3 separate regions of the Sus scrofa genome follow, and all the other regions are linked to region 1. A link is a contact called in public Hi-C and HiChIP or PLAC-seq data. All regions are on one chromosome and are shown on one strand. Each heading gives the region's core, a stretch centred on a gene start, on an enhancer-like site or on the middle of the called end of the contact. The rest is flanking DNA. Distances are from core to core; before and after follow the strand shown.

Evidence for each region. A called contact is a pair of places that touch in the nucleus more often than the background predicts. HiChIP or PLAC-seq counts read pairs in DNA pulled down with a chosen protein or histone mark.
Region 2: a contact with region 1 is called in an H3K27ac HiChIP or PLAC-seq map of skeletal muscle. The contact joins two enhancer-like sites. A contact is called at or near these places in 1 of 47 Hi-C or Micro-C datasets (fibroblasts) and 1 of 2 datasets of contacts at active chromatin or transcription factors (skeletal muscle).
Region 3: a Hi-C map of subcutaneous adipose tissue shows a contact between it and region 1, with 2.1 times the contacts expected there. The contact joins two enhancer-like sites. A contact is called at or near these places in 3 of 47 Hi-C or Micro-C datasets (embryonic fibroblasts, mesenteric adipose tissue and subcutaneous adipose tissue).

Annotation. Positions count from the first base shown.
Region 1 is chr17:43,891,357-43,895,919 of Sscrofa11.1, forward strand. It overlaps a transcript of ZHX3 not described here. Among named protein-coding and RNA genes, the nearest start is that of ZHX3, 35 kb to the left of the region's middle. Within about 2 kb of position 2,810, at least 28 of the 83 cell types and tissues checked have an H3K27ac peak or open chromatin away from gene starts, as enhancers often do. A contact at or near this core is called in skeletal muscle and subcutaneous adipose tissue, where this site is marked.
Region 2 is chr17:44,052,207-44,056,568 of Sscrofa11.1, forward strand. It overlaps CHD6 (chromodomain-helicase-DNA-binding protein 6), which reads right to left. Exons shown (of 37, transcript XM_021077872.1): 36 at 3,453-3,572. Among named protein-coding and RNA genes, the nearest start is that of EMILIN3, 41 kb to the left of the region's middle. Within about 2 kb of position 2,950, at least 21 of the 83 cell types and tissues checked have an H3K27ac peak or open chromatin away from gene starts, as enhancers often do. A contact at or near this core is called in skeletal muscle, where this site is marked.
Region 3 is chr17:43,676,001-43,680,200 of Sscrofa11.1, forward strand. No RefSeq gene overlaps it. Among named protein-coding and RNA genes, the nearest start is that of TOP1, 32 kb to the right of the region's middle. Within about 2 kb of position 2,646, at least 26 of the 83 cell types and tissues checked have an H3K27ac peak or open chromatin away from gene starts, as enhancers often do. A contact at or near this core is called in subcutaneous adipose tissue, where this site is marked.

The sequences.
Region 1 (4,563 bases), core at 1,560-4,059:
CATTAGCCAAAGCACTAAAAGTACGACCTCCAGAGTTTTTCAAGTTATTGTCCTTATCAGATTATTCCCTGAGAGTGTGTTTGCATGTATATATATATACATATTTTTTTTTGTCTTTTTGTCCCTTTAGGGCCACACCCACGGTATATGGAGGTTCCAAGGAGGCTAGGGGTCTAATCAGAGCTGTACCACTGGCCTATGCCACAGCTGCAGCAACGCCAGATCCGAGCCACGTCTGCAACCTACACCACAGCTCACAGTAACACCAGATCCTGAACCTACTGAGCAATGCCAGGGATCGAACCTGCAACCTCATGGTTCCTAGTTGGATTTGTTTCCACTGCACCATGACGGGAACTCCTGCATGTATATATTTTAAATTTTAAAAATATTTGAGTGCTACTAGACACTCAGTTCTGTGCTAAGAAACATGTTGGACATGGGAGGATCCAAAGCCACATCTCTGCCCTCAAGGAGAACCACCACCACTCCCATCACCGGCTGTGTAAAATTACTATACATCAGGCACTGTGCTAACTGCTCTTTACATTTATTTCCTCATTTATTTTAATCCTTGTGATAATCCTATGAGCTAAGTTTCAGCTACTGATTTCCCAAAGTGGGAAACCAAAGTTAAATGGATAAGTAACTTGACTCAGGTCACACAAGCAGCAGGTGACAGCTGGGACTCAAACCTAGGTCTTCCTGCTTCCAAAGCTACACACTTAACCCAAAGCACAAACATCCCTAAGCGTGAACAGTACAAGACAGCCCATCAGAGAGGAGAGCCGGGTCCTGGGACACAGAGCTGAGAAGGGACATGGTGTGTGGCATCATGTGCTGCTGCCGACAGCTGTGGGAGTCCTGCCGATGCCAACGCCCAGCTGCTAAGATACCACCTGTCTCCCAGCCTCGGACCCACAGCCACCTCATGTAATATTTCTTCAGCCACTGATAAAAAAGGAAGGCCAACACCATTGGTGCAGCATCAGGACATTTCATAGCTATCTCCAGGGACTGAATCAGTTCTTTTCTTGATATGCAAAGATTTCTCCTCTATTCTAGAGATAAGGCCATATATTGAGAGGTTATGTTTGAAACCCTTTGGGCAAATACTAGATGTTATCTCCACTGTTGAATATTCACATGATTTTTTATAATCCTAATCCTAATGGGTATATGGAAACTGCCTTTAAAACCCACGAGATCAGGTGTCACTAACCGCTTAGCACTGTGGCAAAAAGTAAACGTAACATAATGTCTGAACTACTTCCTCTGTGCTGGTCTCCGTGTACCAGAAAGTGGTGGGAGTGAATGGATGGATGCAGTGTCCCTTTCATGCTTCAGCAACCCCTTCACAAGGCCACTGGCTTCTGGGTACCTCGGGGCAGGACAGACCCCCCAACCTCCAGAGTACAGTTCTAGGGCCCCAGTGTTCCAAGAGAGGGAGGAACATCAACTTCTAAAACAAAGGCAGTCAGAAGCATATGGGATGAGGGGAGAGAACCAATACTCCAGCACTTGTGCCGCGAAAAGGATGTGCTGCGGGGCATCCGCTCATTCTTACGTAAGGAGTAATGGTGAACTGCGATCTGGAATTAAGATCGCTGCTATCAAGGCAATGGGAAACAATTTCGTCTCCTGGTCACATCTGGGACCCTGGAATCATTTTAAGTTTCAGCCTATATCTGACTGATCATTGTGTAGCCGGTTCTAAGCTCACATACCCTCACAGCTTCAACGATCCTAGGACATGGATGTTGTCTCTCCCATACCTGCATGGAAGCCAGAGCTCAGGGAAATTATGTCTGTGGTCACAGAGATGGAAGAGGATAGCTGGGGACCAGACCAGATATCTTGATGCCAAGTCCAGGGTTCACTGCATGTTGTGCAAGTTTACTATTATATAAACTGGGATTTGCATGGTCATCCTCATGATAGCCAAGCTCTTGTTTTGCTTTCAAAAGAGAAAGAATAAATCATGTTGAAGGGGGCTCATAGAAGGCCAAGGCATGAAGTGTTCAGTGAATGGACACAAGCAGTTTCATGGACAGAGCAGAGACCAGCTCTGACTGAAGAGGAGTGAGGGAAGACCCCAGAGAGGTGAGGCCACCCACTGGGGAGGAGCAGCTTTGGAGGTTAACAAAACCCCTACAAGTGCAGACATGGAGGCAGGCAAGCACAAAGAAAGGGACTCGTGTGGGAAACCCCTTTGATCAGGGCTTCTTAACCTTGGTGTTAACATTTTAGACCAGATAATTCTTTGTTCAGGGGACTGCATTATAGGATATTTAGAGCTTCACCCACTAGGTGCCAGTAGCACCTCCACCCTGCCTCCTTGTGACAATCAAAAGAGTCTCCAGACGCTGCCAAGTGTCCACTGTTGAGAACCACTGCTTCAGATGGCAGTGTGTCAGCAACTGGGGCCTGGCTGGATATGGGGTCTGGGGAGGAGCAGAGCAGAAAGGGGAGGCCACGAACCAGACAGGAAAGGGGACAGATGTGTGCCGAGTGTCCTCTCATCAACCCCTTCAAATACAGACTCTAACAACATCAGGACAAATGGAGCCAAGCAGGACCCCAGGATGAGGCCCCTTTGAAGGATGCTCAGCAGGACCCTGCTGAGAGAAGAACATTGCAGGAGGAAAGAAAGGATTTTAGACTTGACAGCTTGCAAAGGGCTCTTTACTCCTTTCAGTGAACTGAAGCAAGAGAGGAAGACAGGGGAAATGCTACAGGAGCCTGGAAACCCCAAGCTTATCTGAGAGGCTCTAAGGGACCTGGATGAGAAGGAGAGTGAGCTGTGATGTGTCTGTGACAGAGGCATCATCCTTCCCTTCACTGGCTATCTCCACTCCTGCACCTCTCAGCCTTGGACCGCACTTGCCCAGGAAAAGCAGAAAGGAACTGGAATACATATCCTGGGAGACAGGAAGGAGAAGGGGGGTGAAGATGCAAATTCTGAGGTTCAAGAGAGAGACACTGACAGAGTTCAAATAGTGGGCCATGTTTCTCAGTGAAACGAAAACCAGGCAGAACAGGGTCTGGGGGTTTGCAGAGCGGAAAGAGGCAGAGAAACGACTATTTACAAAATGTCCACCAAGGGTGAGGCACATTCAGCTTTCACAGCAGCATAAAATACCTACAAACAGTAAAGGCATTACGGCCTTTTTATAGCAGAGCAAAGCACAGGGTGGGGAGGCGAGGGATTTCACTGGGAGGGCCTCTCGGGACGACCAGGCCAGGTTGGCAGGTTCCCCATGCCGTGCCTCCCCTTGGCCTCAGGACCCACAGCCTCTTGGCCCCTCACCTGCCCATCTGCTCCACTAGACTAAGACCATAAGGGCCTGTTCTGGTTCCGTGTCTCCGGCATTTCCTTACGTGCCAGGCACAGGCCCCCGTTACAGAGGAAGCAGGCAAGAGTTAACGCAGAGGCAAACAAAGAGCCTGCCACCACCGAGGCCCCGCTGTGTGAGCCGAGGGCAGACGCAGCGCACACCCCGTTACGTAAGTGCTGCTCCTGCTCTGCTCGCGGCCACGGGAGGAAAGCGGGGCTCTTTCCTTTCCTGTGCTATATATAATCTCGGTTTTGGCAGAGGGGCATGCTGAGTTCCACAGCTCGGTCACATTAGATATTAATTTTTTTTCTTAAAAATTCGGCAAATTTTCTTTTACTAGTGATGATGCAAAATAATAATACAGAATTGGCTTAAGATTTAGATACTTTTCCCACATTTCCAGCATTTTTCTCCTTCAAAAACAGTCTTTATTTCTGGTTCTACTTCAAGAAGCAAAGGAAGGGTGAAAATGAGAGGACGAACAGACAGCTTGCAACATCCTCTCATCACAGCCTTGATGTTGGCACTCCTAGGTGCCAATCCCAGGTGGGGCAGTGTTTCCCTTTTCAGGCCTCCAACCCCAGATGGGACAATGTTACCCTTTGGTAATTAGGGGCCGATCCATTAATGGATACAGAGTAGGCCAGGTTTGTTTTTGATTTTGCTCATCTGCCTCCTAAGCCCTAACCCTGGAATCCTTGACCTCATGACTACGGAATGAGTATTTCTTCACAGAATCACTCAACTGTCCTGGGACTTGATTGAAGACAGGTTTTGCTTAGTAAATGCCTTCTTCAGCTATACTAAACTTACCTGAAAAATATTTTCTGAGACCTTTAAAAGCATATAGTTACTAAAAATCACCATATGAACTTCGTGTTGGTTCTAAAAGAGTCTCTAATTACTGAAGGCCATGGTTTGTTATTCTAATATGAATTGTTATAACACATACTCATTTGAACTTTAAAAATTACATTTCTTTATGTATATTCAGTCCTTTGCACTTTTCGCCAAATTAGTTGGGCCTTCCTCCAGACCAATTCTTCCATAGTGGTGAGATTTTAAGACATAAAATTACGATCTAATGTTTTCATGAGATGACAGGTCAAGAAGAAAAACAGGCTTTCAAAATACTAATTATATTAATATTAACACTAAAATCTAAGCATCAGCAGAGCTATTATTTATGGGCATTGCTCTTATTGAGTGTTTCTAGAGATTTTGA
Region 2 (4,362 bases), core at 1,700-4,199, 160 kb after region 1:
ACCAGTACTTTGCCAAGCTAGCTTGGCTCAGCAGGGTGCCGGGCAGCTGCTGCTTGGGACTGGGGATGATGACTGGTAACAACTCCCGCCTGGCTCCTGCTTCTGGAGAGACAGTCAGATGTGACGGATCGGGGCCAGGCCAATGGCACCACTTCCTACCAGTCTATCTTGGCCCACTAGTGCAGAGCACCTCATTCTGGGGAGTCCACAGCCTCAGGCCCCGGCTGGGCACATCCTCAGCCTGGGGCCCGGTTACAGTCACCACAACTTGACCACAAGGCTTCCCAAGCCCTCTTCCCTGCAGCACAGCCATAGCCAAGAGCCAGGGACAGGGCCCAGGTGTGTCTTTCTCCTTGCGACCTCCAACTGCTCTGTCCTAACTCCCCCCTTCCCTTTCCAGTGGGAGGGCACGTTCAATTTCAGAAGTCTTTCTGTTGGGGAGAAAAGAAACGCCAGCCTGAGGAACGATGCCTTCATCTTCTTTTCAAACTCTCTACTACAAGGCAGACATTCTTCAGCATACTTTCTCTTGAGCTCATCAGGGCATCTGGAGCTGGAGCGCTCACTCCAGGCAGCCTTTGGTCCCCGTGGTCCTGCTCGTCGACTTCAGGTCGTGCTCCTCAGGCATCAGGACGTTTCCGCCCTTGTCTGGAACCACCGATGCAGACAACACCGGGCCCGTGCAGACCTGGGAACTTCCCAGCAGGCCCAGGCTGGCCGCCTCCTCCCCTTCAGAGGGGAGAGTGGCAGCAGAAAGGCCCCTGGGGTGAAGAGCAGGGGTTCCTCCACGGTGGAGAGCGTGGCAGGCTGGCAGAGGAGGTTTGCCCCACTGCTCGTGTGGGAGGCAGTCACTCTAGCTGGCCCATGGCTGCCCCGCCCCGGCAGGTGCCCCCACCCCGCCAGCTCGGCGACCACACACAGCGGCCAAGCTGGGCTTTGGCAGCTCTCCCTCCTGGTAATTACTCCCTGGGAACAAACCTGCTTCCTCTCCCAGGGGAGGCTGGGGGAGGGCAAGGGGATGGAAGGGAAGGAGAGGAAGACACTCAGCAACACTGGGGGCAGGTCTGCCCTTCCAGGGGACTGCTTGGGCACTCCGACCCAAGGACAGCCTTCTTCACCAATTCATGGCAGCATTGATTCCAAGGCCTGCGATTCCAGCTCTGAAACCTCACTCCTGGGTAGAGGTGGAGAAGGAGGTGGCAACCGAAATCTCCTTACTCCTCCCGGGAAGATGAGTAGGTTCAGCCAACGAATACCCCTGAATGGAAAGAGACCTAACAACTACATGCAGCATGTGGATCCCGGGTTAAACTCCTAAAAACGAACACAACAGAAACTAGCTCTGAAAGACATTTTGGGGACAAGTGAGGAAATACGAACGTGGGCTAGCTACAAGATGTTATTCATATTGACGTGTGCGAGAATGGTACTGGTTATGTGGGAAAACATTCTCAGGAGTCACAGCTGAAGTACTTCTGTAGGGATGACACGACACCTCTGCAACTCACCGCCAAATGGCTAAGAAACAAGCCCCCCAAACACCCCACACCCAAGTACATAAAACAAATCTAATTTCACACATAACATACATGAGGCATGTGTGTGTGCATACACACACTTAATAATGAGCAACCACATGTCCTGGGCCTTCTTAAAGCTGAATCCCTGAGCCTGACTGTGGCCTGTGCGATGCTAAGTCTCTGGGACTTGCCAGCCGAGCTCCAGCGCACACATGCAGAAGGGGCTGAAGGAAGGCAGAAGTTCCTTGTGGGATCCGGATGTGTTTCTAGAAGAAATGCTAGGGTCTCTAAGAGAGACAAGGAGTGCAGCACACCTCAGAGGCTCTGGTCCTGGGGGGGGTGGGGGTGGAGGGACCTTGGGAGACACGGCTGAGGGGACGCGGGAAGGCTGCACAGTCCCGAGGACCAGGAGGACAAGCGGTTCCATGCCTTCCCAAGGCAGGGCTTCTTGTTGTTGTGTTTACTTAACAAAGGAGGGAAAGCCCAGCTCTGGTAAGAAGCTGGCTTGCGAGAACAGCTCACAAATGAGTTTTCTGGCAAAGGATCAGCATCTCTGGGGGGAGGGGGTGATGAACGTTAATTTCTAGAGAGTGTGAGGGAAATTGTTCGAGGTGTTGTAAGAAATGGGAAGCCAAGGGGGAAACCCTGTGGTTTTTCTGACAAGTCACTACACCAAGAGCTCAGAGACTCAACCAAGTAAGAACTGGAGGGCTCTCCTGGACGACCAGCGTGACCCTGTGTGCTATGACAAAGGGACAGCGCGGGCAGGCCATGTGCAGGGGCCAAGACAGAGTGATGGGAACCAATGTGCAACCAGCCTGGACTGTGTAACTGCGTCTGAGGGCGGTGGTGGTGTGTTGCGGAGAATAAAGCAAGAGAGGACAGCTTTTCCATCACGCCAAACTTTCTCAAAAGTAGCCCGGCTCCACCTCCGTCCCTGAGTGGCTGCAGCAGTACGAGGGCGGTCATGTTTGCCGAGCTGCTAGAAGAGCAATCCTCCAGGGGCCAAATCAGAAACAAGCTCCTTGAGAACATTAAGTAACAACTTCTTTCTGCCCAAGGAGGAAATGACTAGGGTGGGTGGTCTCTTGGAGCTAAAAAAAGAAACCGCATCCAGGAAATCCCACCAAGGAGGGAGTTCATACCCAGGAAAGCTGGAGCTGGCAGAGGACTGAGGAAGGAGTTCAGGACAGCCAGCGAGCTTCAAGGACAACCCAGGAAGGGCAGATCCCCACGAGGCTCTTTAGAAGCACCCTATTTGGGCAGAAGGCACTTCAAGGAGGTTAAAAGCACATTTGTGTATCATTTGCCCAAGCTCAACACATTTTCTGGTTGAAATGTTATTACCGCCCCCTAGAGGTTGTGAGTTTTCTAGTCCAAATTTGTAGTCATCTGTAAACTATAATTAACTCAGATTCCTTCTACTACAAGTATCTGCAGATGTCTTTGAAGTCTCTTCCAGGCTCATGATTCTATAATAGGAAAAGGGCAGTGCTTGGAGTCAGCTGTTTTTCATTGCCAGCGAGGACAGACTAGGAGGAAATGTCTTAAATGGTAGCCAGAGAAACTTAGGTTGGAAAATGAAAATTTCCAATAGCACAGTTTGTAAAACACTGGAAACAGACTCCTGATAAGAGTTAAAGGTAATTTTCCCTGAACTCTCTAAAATTGCGGGGGGGAAGGGGCAGGGGATTAAGCTTTGAGGATGGTTTAAGTACAACTTAAACCAAAAGTTTCAGAGGTAAAGACTGAACATAAATGTCACAGAAGTCACACTGCTGGTCAGAACACCCATCACCCCTCATCACTACTTGGCAGCCTCCCGTGCTGCCCCTGCCCTCTCAGGAAGAAGGCTGCGCAGCTACCTCCCTCCCCCGCCCCAGCCGGAGCTGCTGCAAGGCTGGGGTCCAGCCGGTTGTCCCTGTTCCTTACCCTCAGGCCTGGCTCCTTGGGGACAGCAGGAACCCTTTCTTCCCCGCTCAGGCAGCTGACGTCTAACTTTCCAGGTTCCTTACAGCGTGGCCTCCTCTGCTTTGGTTTGTCTGAAAAATTCTAGGAGGTAAATGGAAACCAACATTACAAGAACATTCTGCCTCTGATTCTTCTGATGAGGACAGTGCCTTTCAGTCGCTTCTGCTGTTCTCTCATTCACGGCCCTCTGCACAGGACCCATCGGGTTAGGCTGAAGGAAACAGCCACCCGGCCCTCACCTAGGCTCTCTCCTTGAAGCAAGCTGGAGAACAGGCCTCCGGTGGGGGCCTCCCGGCCCTCCAGCCTAGCCTAGAGCGCCTGGCTGACCCACCAGTGTCTCTGGGTACAGCTTAATCCCTAGCCCTCCCCTCTGAATCATTCTCTTCACTGCTACCTCCCTGGTGGGTTTCGTCTGTCTTTGGAGGCTGTGCCTCTGTGAATGCGTTCTCCTTTTCTGGTGGGCTTTCCACCTCCTTATCTTACTAATGAGATGAACCCAGGACAAAGATGGTGGTGGAGTGGACAAGCAAATGAGAAAAGAAAAACGAGAAGACTCCAGTGCTCAGATTCCTCATCTGCAGAGGCGGTAAAAGGAGTTGAGGAAAAATCCCAAAGCAGTAACTAGAACTAACATACCACCATTAACTTGAAGGAATATACAGGAACGTTTTCATGAAGTGGCAGCACTTACGCAACCCAAAGAATTCTCTGTGAGCTTATGGATGTGGTAATTCTGGAGGGAAGAGAGGTCTGAGCTTAGGCAAGTTCTATCGTCTTAAGATGTTGCATGTCTACTTTCTGGCACAGCATTTCTGACGTGGGATGTAATTTCTGTTACTGGAAAACTTAATCAGAATTTAAAACTTTTTTC
Region 3 (4,200 bases), core at 1,396-3,895, 220 kb before region 1:
CCAATACAGCTGACCCTTGAACAACATGGGGGTTGGGCTGGCAACCCACAGGCAGTCAAAAATCCCCACACAGCTATCACTGCCTCGAAAATGAAGCACTCCCCCAAGGCAGGAAGCTGAAACCCTTTGGACAGAATCGGGACTCAAGCCCTAGTTTTTGGTTTTGTTTTCTTTTTTAAAAAAAAATTTGGGGAGTTCCTGTCATGGCTCAGTGGAAAGGAATCCGAGTAGGAACTATGAGGTTGTGGGTTTGATCCCTCGCCTCACTCAGTGGATTAAGGATCCTGCATTGCTGTGGCTGTGGTGTAGGCTGGCTTCGATTCGACCCCTAGCCTGGGAACCTCCCTATGCCACAAGAGCAGTCTAAAAGGACAAAGAAAAAAAAAAAGAAAAAGAAAAGAAAAGAAAACTCAAGTACTATACTTATTGAAAAAAAAATCCACATGTAAGTGGGCCAGAGAAGTTTGAACACAAATTGTTCAAGGTCCACTGTATATAGAAGTATAGAAATAGGCAAAACTAATATATGCAGCTAGGAGGCAGGAGAGAGGTTAACCTGGGAGGGAGGGGCTGGAAGGGAGTGTGTGAGGGGTTCTGGGAGGCTGGCAATGGGTGTTGATTACCTGGATGTTCTTTGACCTGTGAAAATTCTTGTGCTCTGGGCACTTTTCTAAGTGTATGTTATGCTTCAATAAAAGGGGGGGTGTTTTTGATTATTTGTTTGTTTTCTTGGAGTTCCCATCATGGCTCAGCAGAAAAGAATCTGACTAGTATCCATGAGGATGCAGATTCTATCCCTGGCCTTCCTCAATGGGTTAAGGATCCAGCGTTGTCGTGAGCTGTGGTGTAGTTTGCAGATGCAGCTCAGATCTGGCTTTGCTCTGGCTGTGGTGTAGGCCAGTGAATACAGCTCCAATTTGAGCCCTAGCCTGGGCACCTCCATATGCCACAGGTGTGGTCCTAAAAAAACAAAAGAGAGGTTTTTTTTGTTTGTTTGTTTGTTTTTTTAAGTGACATCAGGTCATTATAGATGAATTTTAAACTAGGGGTACTCTTTGGAGAGATGGGGTTTCAGGATATGACCAGAGATAGAGCTCCTTCCAGGGCTGGAATGTGGGCTCAGCCGGGATAAGTTTCACTGTGGATAGAGGATCAAGACCCCACCGTGACTGGATCAGGATTCATCCTGAGGGCTCAGTCCCTCCAAGTCTTTGGCTTGACCACTGCCATTCCAGGGTCTGACCACTTGATGTCTCCACTCAACAAGTTGCTAAGTAGGGAGACTGGTGGATAGGGCTGTCCAGACCACGGTGGCCCCGAGCTGGACCTGGGTGGGGAATGACTAGGAGACATCAGAGGACGAATCCAAGTGGAGCAGAGCTGACCTGTCTGGGACTGGGGTCCAGGCCCCGTGGAACAGTGGGCAGTAGAGGGGACCATAGAGGTAAGGCCATCTCAGAGCCCCCAGCTTTGTAAACCACAATGGAAAAGACTATGAAAAAGGAATATATATGTATAACGGAGTCAGTTTGCTGCACAGCAGAAATTAACACAACATTATAAATCAACTACACTTCAATTAAATTTTCAAAAAAGTATATATTTGTAAGAATATATATATGTGTGTGTGTGTGCATATATATATATATATATATATATATGTATATAATTGCTTTGCTATACACCTGAAACTAAACTACATTGTAAATCAACTATACTTCAATAAAAAATTTTAGGAGTTTCCATTGTGGCTCAGCAGGTTAAGAATCTGACTAGTATCCATAAGGATACAGGTTCGATCTCTGGTCTCATTCAGTGGGTTAAGGATCCGGCATTGCCGCGAGCAGTGGTATAGGTCGAAGATGCGGCTCAGATCTGGCATCACTGTGGCTGTGGCGTGGGCCAGCAGCTACAGTTCCGTTTTGACCCCTAGCTCGGGAACTTCCATATGCCACAGATGAGGCCCTAAAAAGAAAAATGAAATTAAATTTTAAGAAAAAGCAAGCCCCCAGCTTTGTCCTCTGTCTCAGTCAGTATTATATCATCCATTCACTCATTCATTCAGTGTTTAATGATCTCCTACTCTGGACCAGGCACTGAGGATTCAAGGGCACATGGGCCATGGTCCCTGTCTTCACCGGGCTCACATCATCCCCACACCTCCTCTCTCCCTGCATCACTCCCTCTAAGCCCCGAAGAACTGCTAGTTTTAGAATCCAAACAGCTCCTCAGCCAGGACCCCCTTTTCCTGTTTGTGGTCTTTTTCCTACCAGGATGTATCTCCCAAAGCGCTGGGGCCTCATCTCTCTTCCAGCCCCTGGTGTCCTCGGAGTCTGTCCCAGAGTAGATGACCAATAAATACGTGTTGGATGGAAGTGGGATAGCAACGAGGTGGTCAGTCCTCCTGCAGCACCAAGCAGGACAGAGCAGGGAGGCCTCTTCTGAGTCTGGGGTGGCTGGCTCCCAGACCTTGCAATTCTTGAAGAAGCCTCTGATGAGGCTTTGTGTGGCGTGGGTGTGGGCGAGTGAGTAGGACCGAGAGCCGGAGGTTTCGGAGCCAGGAGCATTGTAGGGGAACAGAGAACAAGAACGGTGTTGTCAGTCCAGCTCACAGACCCTGGGGCAGTTCCACTTCCCCTTTTTCAAAAGCAAACACAGTGGAGGAAGGAAGGGGCTGGCTTCCACACCATCCTTTGATAGGCCCAGGGACCTGACTTACAGGAAGAGGAAATATGAGCCAGCAGAGACTAAGCGGGAACCAGGTGGGGGTCTCTGGCTTGCCTCCACCTCCAGGCAGTCCCCCCCGTCACCTCCACCCAGCCTTGGCAGAAGATGAAAGGTAGATAGACCAGTCAGGGCCTGCTCGGATTCTGAGAAAATGATAGGGCATAACTTGGGGGAAACTGGCTGGAGGGAAAGGGATAAAGACCAAGAGCTGCAAGGAGTTCCTGTTGTGGCTCAGTGGTTAACGAATCCGACTAAGACTCACGAGGTTGCGGGTTCGATCCCTGGCCTTGCTCAGTGGGTTAAGGATCCGGCATTGCTGCAAGCTGTGGTGTAGGTGGCAGACGTGGCTCGGATCCTGCATTGCTGTGGCTGTGGCATAGACCAGAGGCTACAGCTCCGATTAGAGCCCTAGTCTGGGAACCTCCATATGCCACGGGTGTGTCCCTAGAAAAAGACAAAAAAAAAAAAAAAAAAAAAAAAGAAGACCCAGAGCTGCAAGCAGATACTTTCTGGAGGAGGGAAGAGGATACAGGAGCCTGAGACACAGACATGGATGGCCACATGTATGTGGGTGGTTGCCACGGACCTTCAGAGGACCAGTTTTGGCCCATTTCCTGTGGCACTAGAGATGGGGGTGCTAGGATGGGATCTTCAACACCAGGGCCTGCTGCCCCGGGCATATCCAAACAACACCTCCACAGAAGCTCTTCCATCAGAGTCTAGAGTAGATCAGCAACTGCAGTGAAGGAAGTTTCTGCAATGAAGGAAATCTTCCACAGCTAGGTTCCCCAATATGGTAGCCACTAGCCACATGGGCCAATAGCTCCCATATCGGACAGCACAGCCTTAGGCTCACGGCCAAGGTGAACAAAGCCACAGCTCACTATGTCTCTTTTCCCCCTCCCTCTCCTTCTGTTTTCTTACATCCTACACAGCTTCTTATGTCTCAGGATATCAGTCAATAACCAGGCGGTAATGGGTATGAATTTCACAGGCCATATGTTCATGTAGAACAAATAAATAAAATAACAGACTTTTCTATCGTTGATATCATGTCTGTCTCAAGTGTTCATCCTGTGGCAGAGATTTAGGTTAAATGCAGTCAAGCGAAGCTTTCCTCTTTCTTTTCTTTCCAAGTACATCGGGACTAGTCAGAATATGTAGTTGGCACCCATGCATGGGGGAGGGTGACAATGGGGGCCTGAGGGGTCACTATCCAGGCTGGCATCCAGCTATCTGTCTATATTATATTCATTTAATCTCCACGCTTCCTCTCTGGGTTCCACTCTTCCTACCACTCCTGCAGGGGCAAAGAGGCAGGTGTAGAATCTCTTCTCAAAAACTCATCCCCGCATCAAACCCACTGTCCCCTTCACCACATGCATGTGTACTTCTCATCCCTTGTTAACATTTATCAAACGCTTCCTATGAACCAGGCTTATTCTAATAACTTTAAAAGCATTAGCTCAGGGA